Linked DNA regions of Mus musculus: region 2 is linked to region 1. The links are chromatin contacts, called in public promoter capture Hi-C maps. All regions are on one chromosome and are shown on one strand. Each heading gives the region's core, a stretch centred on a gene start, on an enhancer-like site or on the middle of the called end of the contact. The rest is flanking DNA. Distances are from core to core; before and after follow the strand shown. Region 1 holds the start of Aagab (alpha- and gamma-adaptin binding protein). Region 2 holds the start of Herc1 (HECT and RLD domain containing E3 ubiquitin protein ligase family member 1).

What was found. Promoter capture Hi-C pulls out the DNA fragments that hold promoters and counts their contacts.
Region 2: a promoter capture Hi-C map of pre-B cells shows a contact between it and region 1, with 2.8 times the contacts expected there. The contact joins the promoter of Herc1 here to the promoter of Aagab in region 1. A contact is called at or near these places in 2 of 39 promoter capture datasets (cranial neural crest and pre-B cells).

The regions. Positions count from the first base shown.
Region 1 is chr9:63,597,940-63,605,214 of GRCm38.p6, reverse strand. Aagab (alpha- and gamma-adaptin binding protein) reads right to left here and starts at 2,569. Exons shown (of 10, transcript NM_025857.3): 1 at 2,444-2,569. The coding sequence starts at 2,516. Iqch (IQ motif containing H) reads left to right here and starts at 2,722. Exons shown (of 22, transcript NM_001311098.1): 1 at 2,722-2,848. The coding sequence starts at 2,798.
Region 2 is chr9:66,346,920-66,354,194 of GRCm38.p6, reverse strand. It overlaps Herc1 (HECT and RLD domain containing E3 ubiquitin protein ligase family member 1), which reads right to left and starts at 3,745. Exons shown (of 78, transcript NM_145617.3): 1 at 3,574-3,745. Gm30447 reads left to right here and starts at 541. Exons shown (of 2, transcript XM_006511600.4): 1 at 541-3,574; 2 at 3,677-3,870. The coding sequence starts at 3,124. The coding sequence ends at 3,852.

The sequences.
Region 1 (7,275 bases), core at 1,320-3,819:
GACCGGGCCAGGCACGGCGGGCTCAACACTTGGACAAGTTCAGAGCTGGCCTAGGAGACACACAAGACCTTTTTGGAGGATGAAAGGGAGACAGAGCACCATAGCTATCAGAATATATAATATTCCTGAGCCTGCCTTTGAAAGATCATTCACCTATCACTAATAGGACTCTAAATGCATATACATTTTATTGAAAGTCAGATAAATACAGACCCATAAACGCCTTCAGAAAGGTCTGGTATATTCACTGCATGGATGTACAATAGAAAGTACTTTTTGACTTAGTGTTAAAAAAATATCAGGATGGGGATTAGGGTGTGACTCAGTAGTAGTGCACTTGCTTAACACGTGCAAGGCACTGGAATCCATCATCAACACCACACACACACACACACACACACCAGGCTAAAAACTACATATGAAGTAGAATTATATAATTACAATAATTATAAAATACAGAAAATATGCAGGGGCCCCGGGGAGATGGCAAAAAAAACACCACCAAAATGTCAGCTAACATTTTTTTCTCCATATGCTAAATTTTACTAAATTCAACATGAAGTAGAAGGGGCAAAGATGGGAGACCTGGTGGGAGGGAAGGGGGAGCACTCCCTGGTGGGGGATGGGGGAAGGGGAGCACTCCCTGGTGGGGGGTGGGGGAAGGGGAGCACTCCCTGGTGGGGGATGGGGGAAGGGGAGCACTGCTTAGGGGAAGTAAGAGAATGGCAAAGAGTTTGGTTCTCATTTATGAATGTTGTAACTAAGCTTCTGCCCTAGCAAGGAACTGTCTAAGTGTTCAGAATAAGCAAGTTATAGAATACCCGTGCAGGAACGACAGCATGCCTAATTCTGTCAACAGGTGTAGAAAATAATTACAAACTGCACGATGCTTTACAGGCTCGGCCGCATTTGCAAGCCAGCACCCACGGTCTCCCAGGACACCTCTTCATGTGCCCCCTTTAAGGCTCAGCAAAGCCTGAGTTAAACAGGTGATACGCTTTTATAATAAGGCCAACCACTTATCCAATGCTTGCCACGTGCTGGCCTGTGGCCAAACATAATCCTCAGCCCACAGATAGGAAGATGAAGGGCAGAGGTTCAGTGACTTGCCCACAGTCAGAGCCATAGACCTGGCCAGTGAGCTGCCTCCTCAGCTCTAGCTCACTAGTCTCTCTGACCTACATTTCAGAGCTCATTTTGGGGTGGGGCTGGGGTTTATCTCTGAGGTAGAGTGCCACGCTCAGTATGCACAGAGCAGTGGGACTAAAAAGCAGAAAACACACACACACACACACACACACACACACACACACACGTATATTCGCGTATGCACAACAAAGGCAAAAAAAACAAAACAAAAACAAAAACAAAACCCTGAATTTTATAGCCCTTAGGGTCCAGAAGCAAAAGCACTGGGTGCAGTAACACCTCAAACTCATTTTTTTCCGGGGAACTTTCACCTCAGAAAGAACTCAAGAAATGTAACTGCAAGTGAGGGGGCACCCAACAAATATCATGTACACACAAGTATGCATGTATGTACATTACACACACACACACAATCAAGGGGAGGGAATCAAGAACGCCCACAGCTCTCATCTCTAAGGGAGTAAGCGTTTATTCTGGAGCCAAATATGAGGGATCATGAAAAGGGAACAGGAATCAGGGGTGCCTCAAGTCAAATGTTCCAACGTGGCAATAACAATTCCATGGTGTTCTTATAGGAACAACAAAGCTACATATCAGGATGTTCTAAAAATACATTGAGGGGAACAACAGGTTGGTGGATTACAGCACATCGTGGAAGCCCTTGCTGTAGGCCTCAGACACCAACTGATAAAATTCTTAGCCTTTGGGTTGATGGAAGCTAGGGGGTCTGTTTGCTTATTCCCAAAAGGACTTTACCTGATAGTCAGAGGATATTAGGTCAGACACAGAAGTGGGCAACAAATGGCTAAGAAGGAGACTAGAGACAGTCCACGAGAATCTGGCTACAGTTATTAAAATTCCAGCTCTCCACAATCACAGGAGTTCTGGTCAGTCCATCATCCTGGCAGAACACTAACGCGCGTGCATTTTTTGTTTGTTTGTTTTTTTGTTTTTTTGCTGAGCACTTCAGTTCACAAGAGGAACCACTACCCCAGCAGCAGGGGCATAACCCCCAAACACAACACCGCAACTCCAGCGCCTTACATTCGTCTAAGAGCACAATTTCCGGGGTCTTGAATATCATCTTAGGGGGTGCTTGCCACCACCCCTGAGGCGGGAGGTCAGAAACCGGCCTCACTTTACACAGGCAGAAGGTTAAGCGCCTGGCGCCGAGACCTGCGGAGGAGCCGGAGCCTAGGGCCCAGCTCGGGCAGAGCCCGGGAGAGGTCGCCGGCCCTGCGCCCATGGCTCTGAACTGGGCCTTGCAGCCCGGCTCAGACGTCGGGTTACTCACGTTGCACCAGCCGGTCCCCGGTGAAGGTGGCGGAGCAGCTGGTAACCAGCGCGCAGGGTACACCGGCAGCCATCGCTGCGGCAGAGCGGGTTCCGCGCCGGCGCTGCTTCCGCCTTGGGCCGTACCACTGCAGCGGGCACGCGGGGGAGATGATCCGGGCACGCGCGCTGGGCGGGGCCGCGCGCTGGGCAGCCGAGGCTCCGGCTGGCCCTCACACCCCCCTTCCCCGCTCCTCCAGTGGAGCGCGCCGGTCGCGCGCGCCGCGTTGCTATGGTGACGGGTGCCCGCACCATCTAGGAGCGCTCCGCAGGAGGCCATACCTCCGGAGCCTAGTGTCTTCTGCCCTCCTTAGTCATGGCGCAGGCCCAGGAGGACAGCGACCCCATTGGATCCATCCTAATCCAGGTGGGAAACAGGCCGGGCTGGCGGCCGCACAGACCTCCCCTCGAACCCCGAAACCTGTGATCCCAAGCACCACCATTTATTCTCTCGGCCCTATAGCAGGAAACGCCTACACTTTAGGGCATCATGCTCTGGGGGTTGAACACAGGACATGCTAGCGCCAAGCAAGTGCTTTACCGCTAGGCTGCATCACCTGTCTTCCTTATACTTCGGGCCCAGATGGTCATTGACTGTCTTGGAGCACCCTCTACAATCCAGGCAGGCCTGGAACTTGTGATCCTCCTGCCTCAGCCTCCTGAGTAACTGGGATTATCAATCTGTACTAGCAGGCTGGGGTGCTCAAGGCACCATTTAAAAATAAATTATGAAATGTTTAAAGTCCATCCATGGCTTGGGGATGTGAAGGAGAAACAGATTCATCATTAGGAGGTGGTGAGAAGTTCGAAGAGAACGTGAGCTATGGGACCCGTGCTTCTTAACCTACAATAGTCACTGCTTGCTTGGGAACACACACCCAAGCTTTTTTTAAAATTTTTTTTTCTTCGAGACAGAGTTTCTCTGTGTAGCCCTGGCTGTCCTGGAACTCACTCTGTAGACCAGGCTGGCCTCCAACTCAGAAATCTGCCTGCCTTTACCTCCCAAGTGCTGGGATTAAAGGTGTGCGTTACCAAACATATTTTTAAGATCACCTGGATTACAAAACAACATAAAAAATGAAAACTTGGAGAAATATCTTATTTATAATCTAGGGAGAAAGCTCTCAAAGACTTGACTTCTCCAGTGTAATTCAGTTTGTGACAGTTGAACAATTTTTCTGAAACAGCTAGGTTGGTTTGGTTTTTTTTTTTTTTTTTTTGCTTTGTTTTGTTTTGTTTTTTTCCGTGTTTAGGTATGGGTCCCTTTAAGATGGTCTCACTTTAAGAAGTTCTGTAAGACCCCCGATGCTGGGCCTCTGCTCAAGTCCCGGGATGAGCTGGCCAACACCCCAACATCTCGAGAGAAAACCACACCTGATGCAAACTGCAAGAGGTTTTATTATCAGCTAGCTGAGGACGAAGTCCCTCCACAGTGCAGGGCAGGGGAGTTCGACCCGAGTGGTGACAGTAGGGGGCTTTTAACAGCTAGCTGAGGAATTGGGAGAGGTGTTGGGAAGAGTTGGGAGGAGAGCTGGGAAGAGTTCTTCTCTTCTGGGTGTCCTTGGTGAAATTTACAAGGCAGGTGTGGGGAGTGAGTTCTTTCTGAATTTTTATCTCCGTGTCCTCGGCACAGGAAGGCAGGCATCTCTGGTTGTACAGTATAGAAACAAAAAGGCTTTTTGCTGGCTATAGAGAACAAAGAGCTTCTTTCTAGCTATATTTTTAGAGATCAGGGAAAACAAGCTTGGGGACCGTCCAGGGGCTTTACCTTCCTGGGAGAAACGCTCTAAGTCGGGGTCCCACAGTTCACCATAATTTCTAACTCATATTTAATTGACAAAGGCTTGAGATAGCGTCCTGAACGCTTTAGAATACACATCCTAGTACACCTTTTTCAAAACTCCAGAGTTCCTAAGCCCACTAGCTTCATAGACATCCCCGTTATGAATTGGACCTAAATCTTACCTGTATCACACTCAACAATTTCCCCTGTGGTGAATTTAGCCAAATATAACACCAGCGAGGACAGTCCCCACCCATGTCCTCACTGACACCAACTGCAAGGTCATGTATGAAGCTCTCGAACAACCCTCACGTCAGTTAGGCTGGCTGTGAGCCTATGAGTCCCATGGCACTCTCACATTTTATTTGTGAGAAAGGCTCATGGAAGTCAGAGATGAGCTACCCTGGTGATTAGGATTAAAGTTAGCCAAGGAGAGAGATGCATAGCAGAGTCCAGGGGCCATCCCAGAAGAGGTGTCAGGTATCACCTCCTTCCAGGCACAACGTGTGACATCGTGTGACATCGTATAGAAGCTGGACAACTAGAAGAACTTCCCTGAGCTTTCTCCAGTCAGAGCTGGGATGTTGCTCAAACTCACATGGCCCTCGAGGCTGACTCTGTGAAGACTCCCGTTCCTCCACACGTCACAACAGACACAGGGCAGCTCAAAACCCCACTGTAAATAAACTGTGTTTGTTGTTAGACTGCCTTGTGACTAAAGCATCCAGATACTTATGTCAGGCAGGACATTCCAGAGGTTTAGAGCTCATCTCTGAGTAGCAGAGGGCCAGACCTCTCTTTGAGTACAGTTATGTTTTTCTCTATACAGAGCCCCCTTTTCATTGACACAAAACAACCAGAACACTAGTGGAGACTTGTCCCCAGTCCTGGGATCAGCCAGTTCTTCTCACAGTGACCTGACTACAGGGGCAGTAGTTTCCTGTTCCAGCAAGCCTGAAGCATAGCTTAAAAAGAGAGAAGGAGGGGGCTGGGGAGATGGCTCAGTGGTTAAGAACACTGACTGTTCTTCCAAAGGTTTTAAGTTCAAATCCCAGCAACCACATGGTGGCTCACAACCATCTGTAATGAGATCTGAAGCCCTCTTCTGGGATGTCTGAAGACAGCTACAGTGTGCATACATATAATAAATAAATCAGTCTAGAAGAAGAAGAGGAAGAGAAAGAACTGTGGGGTTCAGTTTTACACCTTCCCTTAAAGTAATTCTTTCCTTCAGGTCTGGAATAGTATAGAACAGTAGCTGTTAACAGTTAAAAGTCTTCGGAGTGCAATCTAGATGTAGTGGCTAAGCTCAAATACCCAGCAGTGAAAGACAACTTCTGACATTGGATTGGATAACTGGAATGGAAAGGCATAACACAGTCATCTCTACATTAGCCGGTGTCCTGCTTGTTTAGGAGGGGGTTACATGAACTTTTTTGTGGGCAGACGCGAACGTGTTTGCTTTCCCCAGATAAGGCACCAAAATAATGATTCTATCCAAATCTCACTTGGTAAAAGTGAGTTTTATTGTGATTGCCTCCATGAGAGTAGGTAACCCCCAAACACTGAATCACCCGAGTCTCACCCCAGCATGAATAGCTTCCTTAAAGTTGCACAGGTGGAGTTTGCTTCAGCCAACCTTCTGCACTGTGTTTACTGCCTCCTCTGGAGAACATGAGGTCACATGTGACTTTCGAAACCTTAACTTCCACTGCATCGGCGTAGACTCCCTGACACTGGGTCAGGTAACGTGGCTAAGCTGATACAGTCAGGGGCCACAAGCATCAACGGGCTAAAGAAACATCCCCTTTGCTGGATCAGCATTGGACTTAAAGGAAAGTACAGGCCAATTTCACACCACAGAGCTTATGGTACCATTTAATACAGGAAGCCAAAGGAGCTCATGCTCCATGGTGTGACAGGGCAGGGTGGGAGGACAGGGAGGGATGACGGCGGCTTTCCTTTACTCTGCGCAGAGGCCTAGGCATCCTTCATCAGCAGGCTCTGACTAGCATCCTTTATCAGCAAGCTGTGACTCTCTTTGGTATGCACATGTAAAGTGCATGAAGAGATAGTGATCTGTTAGAAACTGGACATTCATTTGTAAAATTGTATGGTTTGATTTTTACGGAAGAATTCCATGATAATCAAATTCTCAAAAATTAAAAACAAGTGCTTAGAGCTAGACTAACATTTCACATACATAGAGACCCCTTTCTATGAGTGGAGCCGATCCTCAGATGGAATTCTAGGCAGCTGTCAACTTGGCAGAGTCCAGAGTTATCTATGGAGTCTGACCTATGGGACAGCCCCCATCAGATTGGCCTGTAGGCAGGTCTAAGGTGTTTTGGGATTGCTGACTGATGCAGGAGAGCCTAGCCCACTGTGTGTGGTTGCACCCCTGGGCAGATGGCCCTGGGTTGTGTAAGGAAGCAGGCAGAGCATAATCCAGAGAGAACAGGACAGTAAACAGTTCCTCCATGGCTTCTGTTCCAAGTTGCAGCCCAGCTGGACTTCCTACCTTGTGCTCCTGCCTGGCTTCCCTCCTTGATGGACTGTGAGCAGTAAGATGAAGCAGGCCCTTTCCTCCACAAGTTGCTTTTGGTCATGGTGTTCTCCACAGTAGCAGAGAGCAAAGTAAGGCAGTTGGTACTTTGAGAGAGTAGATCTGAAATACTTAGGTGCAAAGTTAGACTCAAGTAGTACCTGGGTATTATATACTGCTGTACTCAAACTATCTGGGTAACTTGCCAGGAAAGCCAACTGTTAGTTTTTTCCTAGAAGCAGTTGTCAGTATTTGGTTCCATTGTCAGAGCGGGAACCAGAGAACGGCAGCTTCATGGAGTTCTTTTTGGCAATATTCTGCAACTACAACTTCTTTCGCTTTCAGGCTTATAATTGGGATGTTTGTTTGTTTGGTTGGTTGGTTTTTACACTTTTAGCTGACTCTTTCCTCAACTGGTCAGATTAGTGAGATAGCGTAATGGGAGTCATCATAGAGCCAGTATATG
Region 2 (7,275 bases), core at 2,496-4,995, 2.7 Mb before region 1:
GGGGCAGAGGCAGGCAGATTTCTGAGTTCGAGGCCAGCCTGGTCTAAGAGTGAGTTCCAAGACAGCCAGGGCTACACAGAGAAACTCTGTCTGGAAAACAAAACAAAACAAACCAGGTGAGGTGGTCAGTAGCTAATGGTGCCTCTCATCAAGGCTTTCAATCTGAGTTGGGTCCCCAAGATCCACATGGTGGAAGAAGAGAATCAACTCCTACAAGTTGGCCTTTAATCAACACACACACACACACACACACACACACACACACACACACTGTGGCCAAAACTGAAACAATGTGAACAACATAATGCTATTATATTGGACAACAGTCTGTAGAATCAAATGAATATGCACACTACCATACTGATATAAATAACTAAATTAACAAATGTCCTTTGACAGATGAAGTCCAATTCATACATATCAGAATAAGGGAACTACAAATACCATAACCGTATATTTTACAATACAAACAAGGGGAGAAAGTTTGAGCAAAACAGTCTATAGTTTTGAAGAACCTCCTACAAGATATAAATATATCAAAGAGAATACAAAGGGACAAAGAGTACCCTCTCCTAGACTATCCCAATAGAAGCCACCAGAACAAATGATCAAGGTTAAAATATCATTAGTAACCAGGCACATCAATAACATGGGCCCCCTAGTAAAATGCATTGATACAGAGTGTTATAATCAAAACACACAAAACTTCAAATCTAATCATGAAGAAAAAAATCAAATGAGCCAAAAATGAGAGTATTTTTACAAAAAATAAAAATAAACAAACAATATTCAGAAAGTTACGAGAAACCTAGAAATTGGTCAGGATTAATGACTCTGACCCAGAGACAGTCAGATCTCTATGAGTTCAAGACCAGCCTGATCTACAAAGTAAGACCCCCATCTCAAAAAAACCAAACAAACAAAACAAGCCAGTATGGTATCACATGCCTGTATCCTCAGTATTCTCAGTACTTGGAGTAGCAGGAGGATCAGGAGCTCATGGCCAGTCTCAACTAGAGTCAAAATCAGCCTAAGATGCACAAGCTCCTGTATCAAAAAGAAAAAATAAAAATAAACCTAGCCATCATCTGATTCAGCATCACATTTATTTGCTGGTAGATCTCCTCTGGAATTTAATATTCCCATTAATTTTTAAGGGCCAGTAGAAAAAAATAAAGTCATCAGAAAGTACCTATTAGGTACCTATTTTGTGCTCCTTTTAGTTTAAAAGAAAAAAATACTAGCTGAAGTGGCTTTGCTGACTTTACAATCTCCTTTTTAAATGACTCAGCCAATATTCTCTGTTCAAGATCTTGATAATATTTAGAAGGTATCCCTAGCAACCTGTTTTGTGGGTATACTAAGACAAAGTTTTATATATGATGAAAAATAATTGTTTGTTGTTTTTATGGTTGATTACCTACAAAATTTCAAGGGCTTGTTCACGTGCTTTGATCTCTCTCACATAGCCAAGACGCCTGAAAATCTTGATCATTCTGCCTCCACCTAAAGCTCGAGTTTGGTTTCACAAGTGTGCTTTTTACCTAACACAATTTTCCCTTATCACAAATACAGCATCAACATTATCACTTACAGTCTAAGAGTCCACTTTAAAATCAGCTGCCCACTGAACCCAGGCATTTTGCTCACAACACCAAGACTTTTCACCATGTATTACATGCGTCTTCTACTAACCAATCCAACACCAAAAACAGCACGTCCTCCTCTAACGTGTTATCCATTTCAATGCGTTATCCATTTAAATAAAATATTTTCACATGTTTACATTAATGAGACGACTATGTGATGCATTTGCTTCTCCTCCATATACCACCAGCACGACTGCACAGAGAAAATACATAACCAGCAAATCAATGCATCCATGTTGAAAGGAACTGGCAAGACCAGAAATTTAAGAAGCAAAGTGATAAGAACCTTAGGGAAAGCAAAATTCATACAAGTTGCTGATTCCAAGAGGCCTTAAAAGGCCATCCATTTCAATGACAACTGATAATCTATCCTCCTTTTGAAAGATGCCAGGCTTCCAACCTGCCATACAATCCGGTCATGTGATTTGGGAAAAATATAATTGACTGTTCTTTGTCCTACATTATGCTGTTTTTTTTTCTCAAACTACATGACAAAATATTTTAACCTATTTCTAAAATATACAGATTTACAAGTGCAGAGGACAAGCATGCATTGACACGTGCATTTATGCATAATACGAGCACTCGGGACATTCACTTTTGCTTGTATAAACACACAGGTATGTAAACATATAATCAAAGGCACATCACCATCAATTTTTTAAAAACTTTGAAGCTTACTTTCTCCTCATCGCAATTAATTTTTCTTTTCTTTATATAAACACCGGCCCGATTTAGAGGACTCATCACACAAAAAAAGAAAAACTATAAAAATAACTCAGATATTATATCCAAAAAGAACAATGTTAAGGTTTGACTTTTAAAGCTATTTGAGCAACAATCATTTTGAAAGAAGACACAATGAAATATGGTGACGGCTGGGAACAGCCAATGATAATGAACAAGTAACCCGGCTTAATCAAGTGGGCCAAAGGAATGGTTCAAATAAAACAAATCATTTTGGGAACATACATAAAATAAGGAAGTACCATTCAAGGACAAGCTAGGTACTCTTAAAAAACAAAAGAGTCTGTTAGAAATATATCAAAATATTAACAGTGAAATGCTATCTCTGGAGATGGGTTATTAATTCGTTGGAATTTATCACTCTTGATTACCTATACACCTTCAAGGTATTACACACATTTTTAAAACTAACGCAAATGGAGATTTTTGTCCCTGTGCTTCACAGCTACCATACACATGCATGCATAGTACATACATACATACATACATACATACATCGCGTCTTTACATAACCTCCTGGGAGAGGTAGGTACCAAGCTTCTGTCCTCGTGTCTCCTGGGAACCTGCCACCCATCACTGTTCCCAGGGTTAGCTCCTGTCATCACCACCATCCACCTCTCACCCTGGAGACTACACAACTGTCGCCTCGTCTCCGCTCCAGGTAGCAAGGGCTTTAGAAATTGTTATTTTATCCGAAGAGAGATTCAGAGAAAGGTTTACCGAAAGGATGAGCAGCCCCCACCCAAAAGCGCAGACGAGGAGAAAGACGCACGGTCTCAACCTCCACCCCTCCGAAGTCGGCCGGCGACAGGGAGCACCGGAGTCGCGACTCTCCTCAAGAGGAAGAGATGGGAGAGCCGCTCCCCAGTCCCAGTCCCAGCTAAGAGAGACGCGCTCGATAGCGGATAAAGGGGAGAAGGTCACAGACGCGACCCCTGAGGCGCTGAGGGGCGCAGACTGCAAGCTTATTCAGGGGCGGGTCCCTCCCTCCGGCAGGTGGCTCGGCTTCCAACAGGCTTCCAGGGGGCCAGGGGTTCCTCGGGCCTCCGCCCGCCGTCCACCCGGAGCCAGCAGTCCCGCTCGGCGGGCGGCCCCGGAACGGCCCCGAGCGGCTCGGCCGGGCCAGCCGATCACACACTCGGGAGGTCACGATGGCGAAAGAGAACGTGTTACCTACCGTACGTGGGTCGGGAGCTGGCGGCGATGGGGTGCGGCTCCAGCACCCGGCACCCGGCTGGCCAGCGGCCGCGCTAGCCGCGTCCTTTATATTTTTGCTGCAGCGGCGGCGACTTGTCAAAGGGAAAGACGTAAGAGGCGGCGGCGGCAGCGGCGGCAGCGACGGCGGCAGCGGCAGCGGCAGGCGAGTCTCGCGGGACTTATGAGGGAACTCTCGCGAGATCAGAAGCGCTGGTCCTGCCTCCTCCGGGCCTCGCGCGGGAGGTGGGAGGCAACCTGAGAGGAAAAGGGAGAGAAGATGCCGGCTTAGGCAGTGATGGGAAAGCGATGAGTACATCGCCGGCCGGGAGACCCTTCCTGTGAGGGTACTGGGGACACTCTACCGCCCCATGTCTCTTAACCGCTGGGTCCTCGCGGAGTCACGTGTGCCCGTAGGGAACTATCAATTGGGGGCATTTCACAAAGGGCGCTGAAGGATCAGGCGAGCGTGGATGTGTTCAGGATGAGTACGGGACAGTCTGCAAGAGGATCGGGGTCCGAATGCTGCCGAGGCCTCGGGGCTGCCGAGGACCGAGAGAAAAAGCTGCGGCCGGCCACACCCCTTTATCTCGGCTGCTTGCCGGGCGCTCTACTCCCTTTATCTCCCATCACAGTCTGCCCTTAACCTTGTGGCTGGTTAAGTTTACGCCCAAGCAAGTGTTTAAGTTGACCAACTTCTGCCCTGTCTGAGGAACACGGGAGGATTGACCTTTAGTACAGGTCTTGACCCTGACCTATACAGTGATGCACTCTGAGGAAGAACACTAACTTGGTCATCTAGCCCAACGTCTAGCATAGATGTAGGCGCTCAAATGTTGAATTGATATTGTTGAATGCCTCTGTACTTAAGGACTCCCAATCTCACCACTGTAGCCACCTTCAGCAAAAGGTTTTTCTGGAGAGAGAGCGGTTAAGAGGGCTATCTCTTACAGAGTGACTTGGCTTCACTTCACTTCAGGATGTCCAAAACCACTTGTAACTTCAACACTCACTTCTGAACGCTACAAGAACCTGCACTCGCGTTAACATACCCACACATACACATGAATTTGTTTTTGTTTTCAAGACAGGGTTTCTCTGCATCGCCCTGGCTGTCCTGGAACTCTCTGAAGACCAGGCTTTTTCCTGATTCTGCTCCAGAGTGCTGGGACTAAAGGCTTTTGGGGAAGGGGGGACGTTATAAATAAAATCTTTTTAAAAAATTCTTGTGCTAAAGACATAAACATACATGGTATAAGCAGCTGGGTGGGGTGGCAATCTCTGTGAGCTTGAGGCCAGTTTGGTCCACATACTGAGTTCCTCCCCTTTGGTTCAATTGGAAATGTGTATCATACAAATTTAGCCTAAGACAAAAGCTACTCTCAGCTTTGTGTGTGACTTGGAATGGCTTGCTTGGCTTCCCTGGACCTCAGTTCCTAATCTGTTCATTTAGAATATTAGTTATTATGACAGGGTTCCTCCTTAGAGGAGTATAGATAATGAGATAATCACTAAATAGAACTTCTAATGGTGCATATAAACTTCTATGTATAAGATGTGTGTTCTAGTCTAGGTATGAGAGGCAGATTAGCATGGAGTGATGACATTGTTGCTAGTGCTTTTTATGGTCTCAGGTGTTTGGTTTTGGTCCTGGGGAGAAGGGACTGAGGTGCATATTTTTCATATCAAAGCAGACCTGGCCTCCTGATTCTCCCTGCATCCCTCAGTTCCGACCTGTCATACCCTGCCCCCAAATGTGAGCTTTGCAGCCCAGGGGCTGGGTTGCCCTTCCCCCAGAGGCTTCTCCCTATAGAATCCAGACATTTTGCGTGCTCTCTCTCTCTCTCCCTCCCTCCCTCTCTCTCTCCTCTCTCTCTCTCCCTCTTTTCCCTCTCTCTCTCTCCTCTCCCATTCTCCCACTCTCTCCCTCTCCCACTCACTGCCTTGCAGACCTGAGTTCTGTTCCCAGCACCTATATCAGGAGGCTCCCAACTGCCTGGAACTCCAGCTCCAGAGAGATCTGACACCTCTGGCCTTAGCAAGCAGCTACATTCACATGTGCATACCCCCATACAGATATGCACATATACACATAGATATCATTTAAAAATAATAAATCTTTTTTTAAAAAAAAGACATTTCCTCTCTTGCCCTCTATTTAGCTTCCTCCCTAGGAGATATATGCAAAGAACTAAATATAATTGAGTCCAACAGCACTCAACTACTTTTTAAATTTTCACTTATTATTTTTATCTTTTGTGTAAAGTGTTTTGCCTGTATACATGCCTGTGTGCCACCTGCATGCAGTGTCCACAACAGCCAAAAGATGGGACTAGACCCCTGGGAACTGACATTACCCACCACTGTATGGGCCACAACGTAGGTGCTGGGAATCAAACCTGGGTCCTCTAAAAGAACTGTCAGTACTTTAACAGCTGAGCAATTTCTCCACCCCACATACAATTACAAATCAATGTCAGCAAGGAAACTCTACTTTCCACCATGACTTTGGCCATACCACTTTTTCCAAACTCAAGTACTCAAATCAGCACTTTTTTAAAGCCTCATCAACATCAGCCTCCCACCTCTACCACCTCAGATCTCCCCTAGAAAAATGGAAATGTGTTCTCAAGGCCAAGGGCTCACTATCATAATGGATCCTTGTCCTGATAGCTCTCTGAGCTGTGCACCATGGCCACAACAGAGAGGCAACTCTCCCTGCTTGCATATGCCACCATTGGCCTCCCAAGGCACGTTCTGTACTCGTGCACCACAGTCAGGGACTGGAAAGTCAGAAAAATGTGTCATTTTCATCTCGCATCTGCCTATAAGCTATGCTTAGCTCTAAAACGAAAGCTATAGCTAAGTTGGAAGCGAAATCAGAAGAGTAAAAATATGGAGGAAAAGGGAAAGGCTAAAAGGATTCAGAGAATGTATTGAACCATGACTCTGAAAACAGAAACTTGCCAACTCAGGAGTCTACAGATAAGAGTCCTGCTGTCACAGGAAATCGCAACCTGCCTTCCCCTTTTCTGCCTGTGAGTAAATGGACTTACTCCTTACCCAAGAGTATGAGAGTCAAAAAGCCAGGCATGGTGGTGCACACTGGAAATTGCAACACTCGAGAGGCAGAGGCAGGCATATTTCTATGCATTCAAGGCCAGCTTGGTCTACATAGAGAACCCCAGGCCAGCAAAAGGGACAGTAAGACTCTGTCAAAAAAAAAAAAAAAAAAGTCAAAGAATGTAGGAAATTATCTGAGACATTTTCATTTATTCACTTAGCACATCTCCACTGAGGAACTATTTTTGGTCACACATTGTATGAGGCTCTAAACAGACTGTTGACAAGCTTTAACACCTACCCTCAAGGAGGTTCTGGTCCAATGGAGGAAATGGAAGAAGAGAATAGATCATTACAATACCCAGCAGGGTACTGAACAAATAAGAAAGGTGTAGGGGAGGAAGTCAGGGAGAGAAAAGCAAAGAGAGCTCAAAGGCTGGTGAAGGATGATCTGTAAGTCAGCTCCAGAATGACTTCAGCAAACTGCTCTGTTGTGGGTTGTGGATTCTGCTTTGTTCTAATAAAATGCACAGCTCTTAAGCCATTAGAAAAGGGTCTTTGATGTGGAGTCATTTTATACACCTATTAGCTTTGAAGAAAGATAGGATTAATGGAGGAAAAA